Linked DNA regions of Mus musculus: all the other regions are linked to region 4. A link is a contact called in public promoter capture Hi-C data. All regions are on one chromosome and are shown on one strand. The core of a region is the stretch at or near the end of the contact, and the rest is flanking DNA. Distances in the headings are between cores, read along the strand shown. Region 1 overlaps Prkd2 (protein kinase D2). Region 2 holds the start of Ppp5c (protein phosphatase 5, catalytic subunit). Region 3 holds the start of Pnmal1 (PNMA-like 1). Region 4 holds the start of Kptn (kaptin).

What was found. Promoter capture Hi-C pulls out the DNA fragments that hold promoters and counts their contacts. Capture Hi-C pulls out chosen DNA fragments and counts their contacts.
Region 1: a contact with region 4 is called in a promoter capture Hi-C map of liver, with 2.7 times the contacts expected there. The contact joins the enhancer-like site here to the promoter of Kptn in region 4. A contact is called at or near these places in 3 of 39 promoter capture datasets (hippocampal neurons and liver) and 2 of 9 other capture datasets (adipose tissue and pancreatic islet).
Region 2: a contact with region 4 is called in a promoter capture Hi-C map of adipose tissue, with 2.4 times the contacts expected there. The contact joins the promoter of Ppp5c here to the promoter of Kptn in region 4. A contact is called at or near these places in 2 of 39 promoter capture datasets (cranial neural crest and maxillary cranial neural crest) and 1 of 9 other capture datasets (adipose tissue).
Region 3: a promoter capture Hi-C map of frontonasal cranial neural crest shows a contact between it and region 4. The contact joins the promoter of Pnmal1 here to the promoter of Kptn in region 4. A contact is called at or near these places in 5 of 39 promoter capture datasets (cranial neural crest, frontonasal cranial neural crest, neural stem cells and 2 more) and 1 of 115 datasets of contacts at active chromatin or transcription factors (bone marrow-derived macrophages).

Annotation. Positions count from the first base shown.
Region 1 is chr7:16,850,426-16,853,125 of GRCm38.p6, forward strand. The region is part of intron 8 of Prkd2 (protein kinase D2); the gene reads left to right. Among named protein-coding and RNA genes, the nearest start is that of Prkd2, 8.9 kb to the left of the region's middle. Within about 2 kb of position 1,391, at least 8 of the 459 cell types and tissues checked have an H3K27ac peak or open chromatin away from gene starts, as enhancers often do. A contact at or near this core is called in adipose tissue and liver, where this site is marked.
Region 2 is chr7:17,026,493-17,029,192 of GRCm38.p6, forward strand. It overlaps Ppp5c (protein phosphatase 5, catalytic subunit), which reads right to left and starts at 1,422. Exons shown (of 13, transcript NM_011155.2): 1 at 1,201-1,422. The coding sequence starts at 1,321.
Region 3 is chr7:16,958,408-16,961,107 of GRCm38.p6, forward strand. It overlaps Pnmal1 (PNMA-like 1), which reads left to right and starts at 1,272. Exons shown (of 3, transcript NM_001007569.2): 1 at 1,272-1,484; 2 at 1,802-2,700. The coding sequence starts at 1,815.
Region 4 is chr7:16,118,576-16,121,275 of GRCm38.p6, forward strand. Kptn (kaptin) reads left to right here and starts at 1,301. Exons shown (of 12, transcript NM_133727.2): 1 at 1,301-1,606; 2 at 1,915-1,997; 3 at 2,137-2,221; 4 at 2,295-2,349. The coding sequence starts at 1,384.

The sequences.
Region 1 (2,700 bases), core at 141-2,640, 730 kb after region 4:
ATTGTAAATGTTCTAGATTCCTGAGCCCCAACTTTTTTTATCTTTGGGTCCTCTCTCTCTTGCTTCTCTTCTGTTTAAAACAAAAAAAAAAAAAAGGTGTATGTGAGCTGAGCAGGCCTTTAGTCCCAGCACTTGGGAGGCAGAAGCAGGCAGGTTTCTGAGTTCAAAGCCAGCCTGGTCTTAGAGTGAGTTCCAGGACAGCCAGGGCTACACAGAAAGACCATGGGCTTTGTGGGGCAGGGGTGATGTATGGATGCTTTTGTGTGTGTATTCAGCTGTGTACTGCATGTGTGCACTTTCCATGGAGACCATAAGAGGGTGCCAGGTACCTTGGAACTGGAGCCATAGACAGTTGTGAGCCTTCACGTGGGTGAAGGAAACCAAACCCAGGTTCTCGGGAAGAGCCGTCCGTGCTTTTAACAACTGAGCAGTCTCTCCAGTGCTGTTTTTGTTGTTGTTGCTTTCTTTCTTTCTGAAGCTTAGTTTCATATAACCTACACTGGCCTCAACCTGAGTGTGAACTTCTGATCCTCTTGGCTCTTCCTCCCAGTGACTTAGATTGCAAGGTTGAACCGCCATGCCCAGTTTATGTGGTGCTGGGGTCAAACTCCATTCGTACCAGGCAAGCACTGTACCACTGAGCTACATCCCTAGCCTCTCCCTGACCCTCTTTTGGGCTTTCTCTTTTCTTTTCTTTTCTTCTCTTCTCTTCTCTTCTCTTCTCTTCTCTTCTCTTCTCTTCTCTTCTCTTCTCTTCCTCTCTCCTCTCTCCTCTCTCCTCTCCTCCTCTCTCCTCCTCTCTCCTCTCTCCTCTCTCCTCTCTCCTCTCTCCTCTCTCCTCTCTCCTCTCTCCTCTCTCCTCTCTCCTCTCTCCTCTCTCCTCTCTCCTCTCTCCTCTCTCCTCTCTCCTCTCTCCTCTCCCCTCCCCTCCCCTCCCCTCCCCTCCCCTCCCCTCCCCTTCTTTTGTTTGTTTGTTTGTTTTGAGGCAGGGTTTCTCTGTGTAGCCCAGGCTGTCCTCAAACTCAGAAATCCGCCCGCCTCTGCCTCCCAAGTGCTAGGATTAAAGGCATGCGCCACCACTTTTTCAGGACCATGTTTCAAGTTGTCTGGGCTGTCCTTGAACTCATGCTTCTGCCTCTATCTCCCAAGTGCTTTGATTACTGGTGTGGCACCATAGCCCGTAAATTGCCAACTTAAAATTGAATTCTTCCTCAGTCATTAAAAAGGTCTTGTTTTGTTTCCTTTCTTCTTAAAGTTCAAGGGCAATTTACTGGTGTTTGAAAGAAAAACAACACAAACTGTGAATCTCAGCCGCTGCTGTGAGGGGTTGGGTAGAGAAGATACAGTGCCATGCCAATTTGAGCTAGGCTCCAAGAAAGGTGGCCGGTTTTGCAATAGAGGTGAAAGTGCAACTGTGTGGCCAAATGGGAGCTTGGCCTTCAGAGCTGTTAAGTCACTGCGTTCCACAGTCACTAGATTAGCTGCCATTTAGCACTGACCACAGGTCCTCCGTAAGCCAGGCTCTGTGCCTCAGTCCTTGGAGAGCTAGAGACTGAGGCACAAAGAGGTTAGGTACTTGCTAGGCAGCCTGACTTAATAATATAGTATTGGGGTTGGAACCCAGGGCCTTTTGTATGGTAGCCATGTGCTCTGCTTCCAGGCCAGAGCTAAGCCTAAGCCTATAGCTTCACACCCTGGCCCTTTCCAGAATCATCTTCCTGCTGGGGATGTGGCTCAGTTGGTACAGCGTTTGTCTAGCCGGCAGAAAGTCCTGGGCAACCTCTAGCACCATATAAACTGAGCGGTGCAGAGCCCACCTGAAGTCAAGTACTCAGAAGGCTGGGCAGGGAAATCAGTACTAGCCTAGGACACATGAGACTATCTCAGAAAGCAGAGCCAGGGGCTAGAGAGATGGCTGCTTTTGCAGAGAACCTGGGTCAGTTCCCAGTACCCACGTGGCCCAACCATCCACTTCAAGGGATCTGACATCCTCTTCTGACTCTTTTAGGTACCATGCTATACAAGCAAAACACTTAGACACGTAATATAAATAAATAGGTCTTTTTTGTTTTGTTTGTTTGTTTGTTTGTTTTTAAGACAGTCTTTTTCTATGTAGCCCAGGTTATCCTGGAACTTGCTCTGTAGTCCAGGCTGGCCTCGAACTCAGAGATTCACTTTCTGAGTATTGGGACTAAAAGCATGAACTCCTATGCCCAACTAAAATAAATAATTTTTTTAAAGATTTATTTATTTATTTAATGTATGTATGTACACCGTCCCTGTCTTCAGACACACCAGAAGAGGGCGTCAGATCTCATTATTACAGATGGTTGTGAGCCACCATGTTGTTGCTGGGAATTGAACTCAAGACCTCTGAAGAGAAGTCAGTGCTCTTAACCATTGAGCCATCTCTCCAGCTCATAAACAAATCTTTAAAAAAAAAAAAAAAGAAAAAAAAAAAGTGGAGCCAGGTTATCAAGATGGCTCCAAAGGTAAAGATGTTTCCCGAGAAAGCTGACCTGAGTTTGATCCCTATAGCCACATAAAGGTGGATGGAGAGAACTGACTTCGCAGAGTTGCCGTCCTCCACATTCCAGAGGTGGAACAGAACCCACAGAACCCACCACCCCCTACACACGCCCACACGCATGTGCGTGTGCTCCATATTCACACAAACACTCAAAACAATATCTTCCTTGC
Region 2 (2,700 bases), core at 172-2,671, 910 kb after region 4:
GTCACTTCTCCTCAGTAGCCCCTTTTCCGCTGTAAACATGAAAACTCCATCCTAGGTTCTCTCTAGATCCCACTCTCTGGTGACTTCATCCATTCCCAGGGCACCTCCAACCATAGGCTGGTTACACTCAAAATTTTCTCCAGTCCAGACTGGTCCCATCTACCCACTCAATGTCCCTTTTCGGACAGCGAAGGAAACCCAAAACTCATCTTTGTGACGAATTCAGATTTTGCATGCTCTGTCCCCTTATCTTAATCTTCTCTTGTATCAGTCTTCCCCTCGTACCCCCAGTTTCCTCAAACTCCAGCCAAGCCAGTCTGTTTTCAATCACTCTCCACCCCAGGGTCTTCACACAAACTCAGTGGTCAGGACCCACGTGTAAAACTCCTTGTCAATTCGCCTCAAAAAGCCTCTTTCTCCAGGCACTCCCGACCTCACCATCGAAAGCAGACTCTAAGCTGTATTTCCTGTGTTGTCACCTTGACCCAAAGTGATCATCACAAGTTTGCAATGATTGGTTCTGCTTAAATCCGAGTCATGTGTTGCATTCATCGCTGCAGCCTCAGAGCCAAGCACAGGCCGTGTAGCACATGACACTTATTTAATACAAGTGTACTGAAAGAATGAATGAACGGAGACATGTCCTCCCACATGGCACTCTTAGCCCAAGATCACCCTATTCGTTCCTGCTCCACCTCTCCACCCTACTCGTTTCCTTGGATCACCCCAAATCGCCTTCCAATATAATTATCTACCTCCATCCCCATAATTCCCTTCTCTATTGGGCCTTCTCTTCTCGGTCATACTCATCTCAGGCCTCCCCACTCGGCAGCGCCATCACTGCCCTAAACACATGTCACTATTTGGTAGCGCCCTCTTCAGGTCTGACCACCATTTAGCACCTCTGTCCAGGTCTCACATTTGGTAGCACTCACATGTCGGCCCCCTGCTTTTCCCCTATCGTGTAGCAGCGCCTGCCTCAGTCTCCCCAGTGAGTGGCTTCTGCTTGGTATCCACTTCTCAGCAGCTCTCCCCAGTCTGTCGTCCAGCCTGAGCCTCCTCCTCGCGCCTGGCTACTCTGTAGTGCTTGCCCGGCGCCCAGGCTGCCGCTCCGCGTTGCCATGGTTCCCCGCCGGGCCTGGCACCCCCACAGCCTGGGCCGCTGTCCACCCTCCCTCACCCCGTCCGGGCCGGGCGCACCTTTGAAGTAGTCGTTGGCCTGTGTCTTGAGCTCCTCTGCCCGCTTCAGAGTGCCATCGGCCGGGGGTTCGTCCCGGGGGGTCTCAGCACACTCAGTCCGCTCGCCCTCCGCCATCGCCATGCCGCAAAGCGACCCCCACCCTGGCAACGGCCGCTCGCGGCACCAGGCCGAACCGTCGCGAAGGAGTGCCGAGTGACCGCCGCCGCTGCCGCACAAGTGTCGTAAAGCGCGGGCCCCAAAGGCACTCCTGACGCGCCTGCGCGGCGTCCCCCCCAACTTCCCCCCCCCCCCGCCCCCGCCCCCAGAGCGCCGGGAGGACAAGGTGACCAGAGGGTATCCAGACCGTACTTGTACTTGTAGAAGTAGCCAATCAGAAAGGAGAGAAGGGGCCTTGTGGATGGGGGCAGGCCGGGAGGGCGCCTACTCCCAAAGTTGCGAGGCTGCAAAAGTTTCTTGGAGATCCCGGCTTCCTTTAGGGTTGGTGATTGGGTTGCGTTGCCTCCGGCGGGTGGGGCTGCTTTCAAACCAGCACCCTGCCCAACCCGGAGTTTGCTCTGGAGCTGGGTGCTGCCAATTACTCGTGTGACCTTGAACAAGTTTATCTCTTGTCTCCTCAGTAACCCTTTTGGAAAATGGGTAGTTTCTCAAGCAAACAAAATAAAACTTGAACGTTGCAAATCAAGGCTCTTTTTGAATTATTAACAAGGCATCCCGATCTTCAAGTCTTGACAAGTCTCAATTGTACCATGTTTGTTCCGAGCCCAACAGCATCCTTATTAATTTATTTTATTTTTTTATTTTGAGATAGGATTTAATTATGCAACCCTGGCTAGCCTGGAACTTGCTATATAAACCAGGCTGGCCTTGAATTCAAAGACCCAGCTGCCTGTACCTCCCAAGTGTTGGGATTAAAGCTTTGCATCATCATGTCAAGTCCTAGAAAAAACCTTTTAAAGGGTCATGGATGTAGCTCAGTTGGTAGAGTACTTGTCTAGAGTGCTCCAGGCTTGAGTTCCAATTCCAGCACTATATAAATCAGGCTGAAAGGTGCACCTCAGTAATTTGAAGGCTTGATAGGTGGAGGCAACAGTATCAGAATTTCAGGTTCAAGGCCAGCCTGGGATACCTGAGACGCTGTTCCGAATACAAACAACCACACCAAAGGGATTTTTTTTTTTCTTCCGAGACAGGGTTTCTCTGTGTAGCCCTGGCTGTCCTGGAACTCACTCTGTAGACCAGGCTGGCCTTGAACTCAGAAATTCGCCTAACTCTGCCTCCCAAGTGCTGGGATTAAAGGCGTGTGCCACAACACCCCAGCCCCAAAGGGATCTTTTAAATGACACTGTTGCTGCTTGCATTTCCTGTGCCTGGATCAGAGCTTCAGCCTCCTCTGATGCTTGCGTTCATCCTCCCTCCTCCAGTTTACCTTCCATATGGCAGTCAGAGGCATCTTGCTGGAATACTGTAAAACTGGCACCCGCCGCAGCCTTCCATGGCTC
Region 3 (2,700 bases), core at 22-2,521, 840 kb after region 4:
AAGCTTCCCTTCTTCACTAGTGCTGTGTTCACGGACCCGTTTCCTGGGCAAGTCACCCAGGCAACATGACCCAACTTACTCTTCTCCCAAGGCTAGTGGCTTTGTTATTATAGAAAGGGTCATCTATTTTACTAAGTCACGAAGGAAAAGAGCCGCCATTCATTAAAACAAACAAACAAACAAACCCCTAAGGATTTGTTTCCATCTTTTTTTTTTTTTTTGAGATTGTTGTTGATAGGAGAATGAATCTGAAGGTGAAAGATGATTTGAATAATGCCACCCTGCTACTACCTCACATACCATGGAGTGACCACACACCCTCCCAGGAGTTGTGAAGTCAAGAAGGAGGTTCAGGGCTCCCAGAGGTCCCCATGGTTTAGCCACATCCATCCTGCAGCAGATGGCCTTGAAGAGCACACAGAACTGCAAGATCCCACTTATCTAGGGAGATGACTTCCTGCACTGCCCTTCCTCCTGGCTGCACTTGACCTTGCCCATAGATACATCCTCCAAGCCACGGGGTCCCTGTGAGGCATCTCTCCTCCCCATCGCTCCCAATCCACCTTTTCCATGTTAGAGAATACAGACAAAGGGACGTGAGGACCATGGAACTCTAGCTGTACAGACGATACACATTTGCTTTGTATAAGGAATTCCACAGTATAGTCTATCTGGGAAATAAATACTGGATTGAGAAATAAATTACTTTCTTTACTAGAGCTTTTAATTTTTTTAAAAATTTTCATCTATGTGTGTGTTTCTTTTATGTGAGTGTAGTGCCTGTCAAAGCCAGAAGGGGATATTGGATCCCCACCACCACAACAACACATTATAAAACAACAACAACAACAACAATTAATTATAAAAGTTTCCAGACATGGAGGCACAAGACTTTAATTCTAGCACTCAGGAAGTAGAGACAGGTAGGTTTCTGTGAGCTCCAAGCCAGGCAGGGCTACACAGGACCCTGCCTTGTGGGTGAGGGTGGGATATATATATATATATATATATATATATATATATATATATATGTTTATGTGTGTGTGTGTGTGTGTGTGTGTGTGTGTGTGTGTGTGTGTATTTAAAGAGAAAAAGTAGTCCGTGGTGGAGAAACGGCTCTGGAGGGATGCACAATGTGAACTTTTTGCCCAATGAACACCTAAGCAGTCACAGCAGTCGCATCTTTTGTCTGTCTTCCATGTTAAGTTTGATTGCAGAGCCCACACACAGCAGGCTAGGATGATGCTTAGCAACCAATGGACTGTTGCCATGGAGACCGCCGGGGATGCGGATCTGAGGACCTTGTGCAGGAAGCAAGTGCGCATGAGTGATCTTCAACGCCAGCTGGCCAGCTCGGTATAGATCAAGGCTGTGTGACCTGTGCTGACTGGAGCTGAAGCATAGGGACGGAGTCCTGGCCTCTTTGGGGCCAGAGCCTGCGCTTGGGAAAGCAGCTGTGCTCCAGGCTCCTAGCTTTGACCTGGGTGAGTTGTCAGAAGCGGGGGAGGCCAGAATATCCCTGTGAACCTGTGGAGCGCCAGGCTCCAGGAACCATATTCAGGACACGTGAGCACCAGGGGCCCAGGCTGGGAAGGAGGATCCTGGGAGCGGGGGTGGGGGGTAGCGGGGAGGAGAGGCGCTATGGACGAGGCGTTGTGTAAGGCCAAAGCTGTGGAGGAGTCAGGGGAGACCTATATTCCTGTCCATCTTCCAGGGGATTTGACCTCACTGCCTTGTTACTTTGCAGGATTCATATTTGGGGAGCCTTACTTTACCTCCACCCCCTTTCTTTCACGAACAGGTAGAGCAGAAAGATGTCGGAGCCCGTGGCCATGACCCTGCTGGAAGATTGGTGCAGGGGCATGGGAATGGACATCCACAGATCCCTGTTGGTCACTGGGATCCCTGAGTACTGTAGCCACGCAGAAATTGAGGAGACCTTGAATGGGGTCCTCTTGCCACTGGGCACATACCGTGTGCTCAACAAAATTTTTTTGAGGCAAGAGAACGTGAAGGCTGCTCTAGTTGAGGTTAGCGAGGGTGTGAATCTGAGCTCTATACCCCGGGAGTTCCCAGGGAGGGGCGGTGTCTGGAGAGTGGTCTGCAGGGATCCCACCCAGGACGACGACTTTTTAAAAAATCTGAACGAATTCTTGGATGGCGAAGGACGCACTTGGGAGGATATGGTGCGCCTCTTGAAGCTTAACCCTAACCCACCGCTACCGAATTCAAACCAGCCTCCACCGAACTGGGCAGAAGCCCTGGGGTTGCTCCTGGGTGCAGTAGTACAGGTCATATTCTACATGGATGCTGCAATCCGTAGTCGGGATGAAGAAGCAAGGGCTGAGGAGGCTGCTGAGGCTGAGTTGATGGAGGCTTGGGCTTCCACAGCGAGGAAGAGAGTAAAGAAGGAACCCGGGCTGGGCGTCGAAGTGGGCTCAGCTTTCAAGATGGAGGACCGAAACTATTGGAAGAACACAGAGGACCATGGTGACCCTCCAAAACCTCTAGTTCGCAGGCCTGGAGGTAAGATTCGCTCCAGGAGGAGGAAGCAGAAAAAAAATCTTAAGCAAGAGCCAATATGCTGGAGGAAATCCCAGGGCAGCAATTACAACAGCAATTACAATAAGGTTAATTTGGAAGCTGGTGAAGCTGCCCAGAGCTCAGAGATCCCAGAGTCTGTCAAGAGCAACAAAAAAC
Region 4 (2,700 bases), core at 51-2,550:
ACGGAGCCTGCTTTGTGTCTGAGGCTATGCATCCCAGGTGCTGGAGTTGATTGAAGTGGCAGATCCAGACCCCCTGAAAGGCCTCATAGCACCTGGCTGGTAAGCCCTCCATCACAGAAACCTCAGTCCAGATCCTGCTCTCCCTCAGCGTCGGGCTCAAACTTTGTAAAGCTCTTTGCATAGTTCTGGTGAGAAGTTTGTGAGGGACTCTCTAAAGGGTGTGATGGCACCAGGAGCAGTGTGAGTGGACAAGGTAGCCATGGGTCCTGCAGACTGTCACTATGAATGTTCACTAAAGCAGGTAGTCTCTTCTGCCATCAGGATGGACAGGTTAACTGATCTTTTCCCTGGTACAAGAATACACTTTACTGTTTTAAAGATAATATTGCTTAAAGAATTTACTTAACTCAGTTGGCCTATATAATAGATTCAAGAGTACCTTAGGGCCAGCAAGATGGCTCAGCAGATACTGGTGCTTGCTACCATGCCTAAGCAGTTCAATTGCTGAGACCCAGAAGGTGAAGGGAACTGACTCCCAGAGTTGTTCTCTGATCACATGCCATGGTACATGTGCCCATACAGAAACATACACATAAGTGTTTTAAAAATATTAAGAATACCTACTTTAGAAGGGCACGCCTGTGTTCTTGGCACGTGGCATACAGAGGTAAGAGGATTGTCACAAGTTTGTTGCCAGCCTGATTTGTAAATTATTGGTTCAGCCAAGGCTATGGAGTAAGATCCTGTCTCTAAAAGTAAAAAGTTTAGATATGTGCCTCCACTTCAGCTTGCTTATGAGTTTAAATAAATTGGCAGATCGAATGTGCTTATCCAAAAGGGTAGTAATTAGGTTTTATAATTGTTTTGTTGTTCAGATAGTTTTTGTTGGAGAATGAGTGTATTTATAGGAGTGCATGTGTGTGTAGAGAGAGACAGAAGTTGGGGGCTGGGAGTGTCTCCTGCAGACCGACGGGCCTGAAAACTACTTATTACTTAAGCTTAGCCTCTAACTTTGTAGAAGGGTTGAAACTGCTGCGACTGCCTCCACTTCCCAAGTGCTGTACTCACAGGAGTGTGTGCCCACCCACAGTTCAGGGTGATACTTATTCTCCTTTACACACTGCTTTCAGAGAGGCCCAGAGACGCCTCCATTCCCCCATCTCAAATCCTGGAAGGCCCTCTCCATAGCTCCGAAATGGGCAAGGACAGAACACTCAGTTGCAGAAGGGCAATTTTGTCTGGGCCGCCCAGTCAAGGAACCAAGCGCCATATTTGTAGAGGGCAGTAACCGCAGCTTCTTGACGTCATCAGTATGCGCTAGTGGAGGTTTCCTGACAGGTTGGGGAGCATCAGGCCATCTGGGACCGATCGCGGAGGGCCAGGATGGGGGAGGCGGCCGTGGCAGAGGGACCTTGTCCACTGCTGGAGGACAGCTTCACGCGCTTCTCGTCGCAAAGCAACGTGTACGGGCTTGCTGGAGGCGCGGACGGGCGAGGGGAGTTGCTGGCCGCCACTCTTAAAGGCAAGGTGCTCGGCTTCCGCTATCAAGACCTCCGACAGAAAATCCGGCCTGTGGCTAAAGAGCTGCAATTCAACTACATTCCCGGTGCGTGGCGCTGTGGTGCCTGGGGCGGGACTAGAGTCTGGTGTTGAGGATTCTAAGATTGTCACTGTGTTGCGAGGTCAGGGTCAAAACTGATAATCATTAGGGTTCGAGACAGTGGTCATCATGGCCTGAAAGTAGTTAGGGTTCAGGATTCCGCAAACATAAGTTATCAACAGCATAGTAGTCGGTGTTCAGAGGTCATGATGATAGCGGTCAGACGCCTGCATCTGCTGTGGTATGAAGTTAGTGTGGTTAGGCTGCAAGAGTGGAGACCTGCCTAATCAGTGAACTTTGAACTCCCCTCATAGTGGATGCTGAGATCGTCTCCATCGACACTTTCAACAAGTCACCCCCAAAACGGGGCCTGGTTGTGGGCATCACTTTTATAAAGGTACCACAGCACCCTCCACCTGTCCACGCCCTCCTCCTTAGTCACTGTGGATCCCACCAAGTCTCTCTCAAGTGCTCTGAATCTACTCCAAATGCCTGTCACCTCCCCTACCTCCCCTGAGAGAAGTTTCCACCCCCAGGACTCAGGAGACAAGGGCAGTCCGTTTCTTAACATTTACTGTGACTATGAGCCTGGCTCAGAGTACAACCTGGACTCTATTGCAGGTGAGTGGGGCTTAGGGGAGAGCGTAGCTGGGGCTGCCAGGGGCTGCTGGGCTTAACTTGTGTCCTTCTGCAGAGAGCTGCCTGAATTTGGAACTCCAGTTCACACCTTTCCAGCTGTGCCACGCAGAGTGAGTGACCCTGGGCACCCATGCTCTCCTACCCTTTCCTTGCACTCAGAGGCTTTTGCCCTATCTGGAAAACAAAAGGCTTTTCCTCTACTAAGGATTGGAAACAGGTAGTGTTAGGGGCCCAAAAGGTGATGGGAAGTATAGCCGGGAAGTGGGGTTTCACTGAGCTTTAGCAGACTGGAATCCACACACCTGCCATCACCAGTCTGGTTCTCGTGGTGCTTTTCAGAGTGAATGCAGCCAAGATGGTTACATTGTCGCCCCTCAGGTAGATCATTCCAGTGGGTTAATTGAGCACTGGGAACTCAACTTCCAAAATTCTAGATCTCTACTTCCCAGGCCTGGAATTGT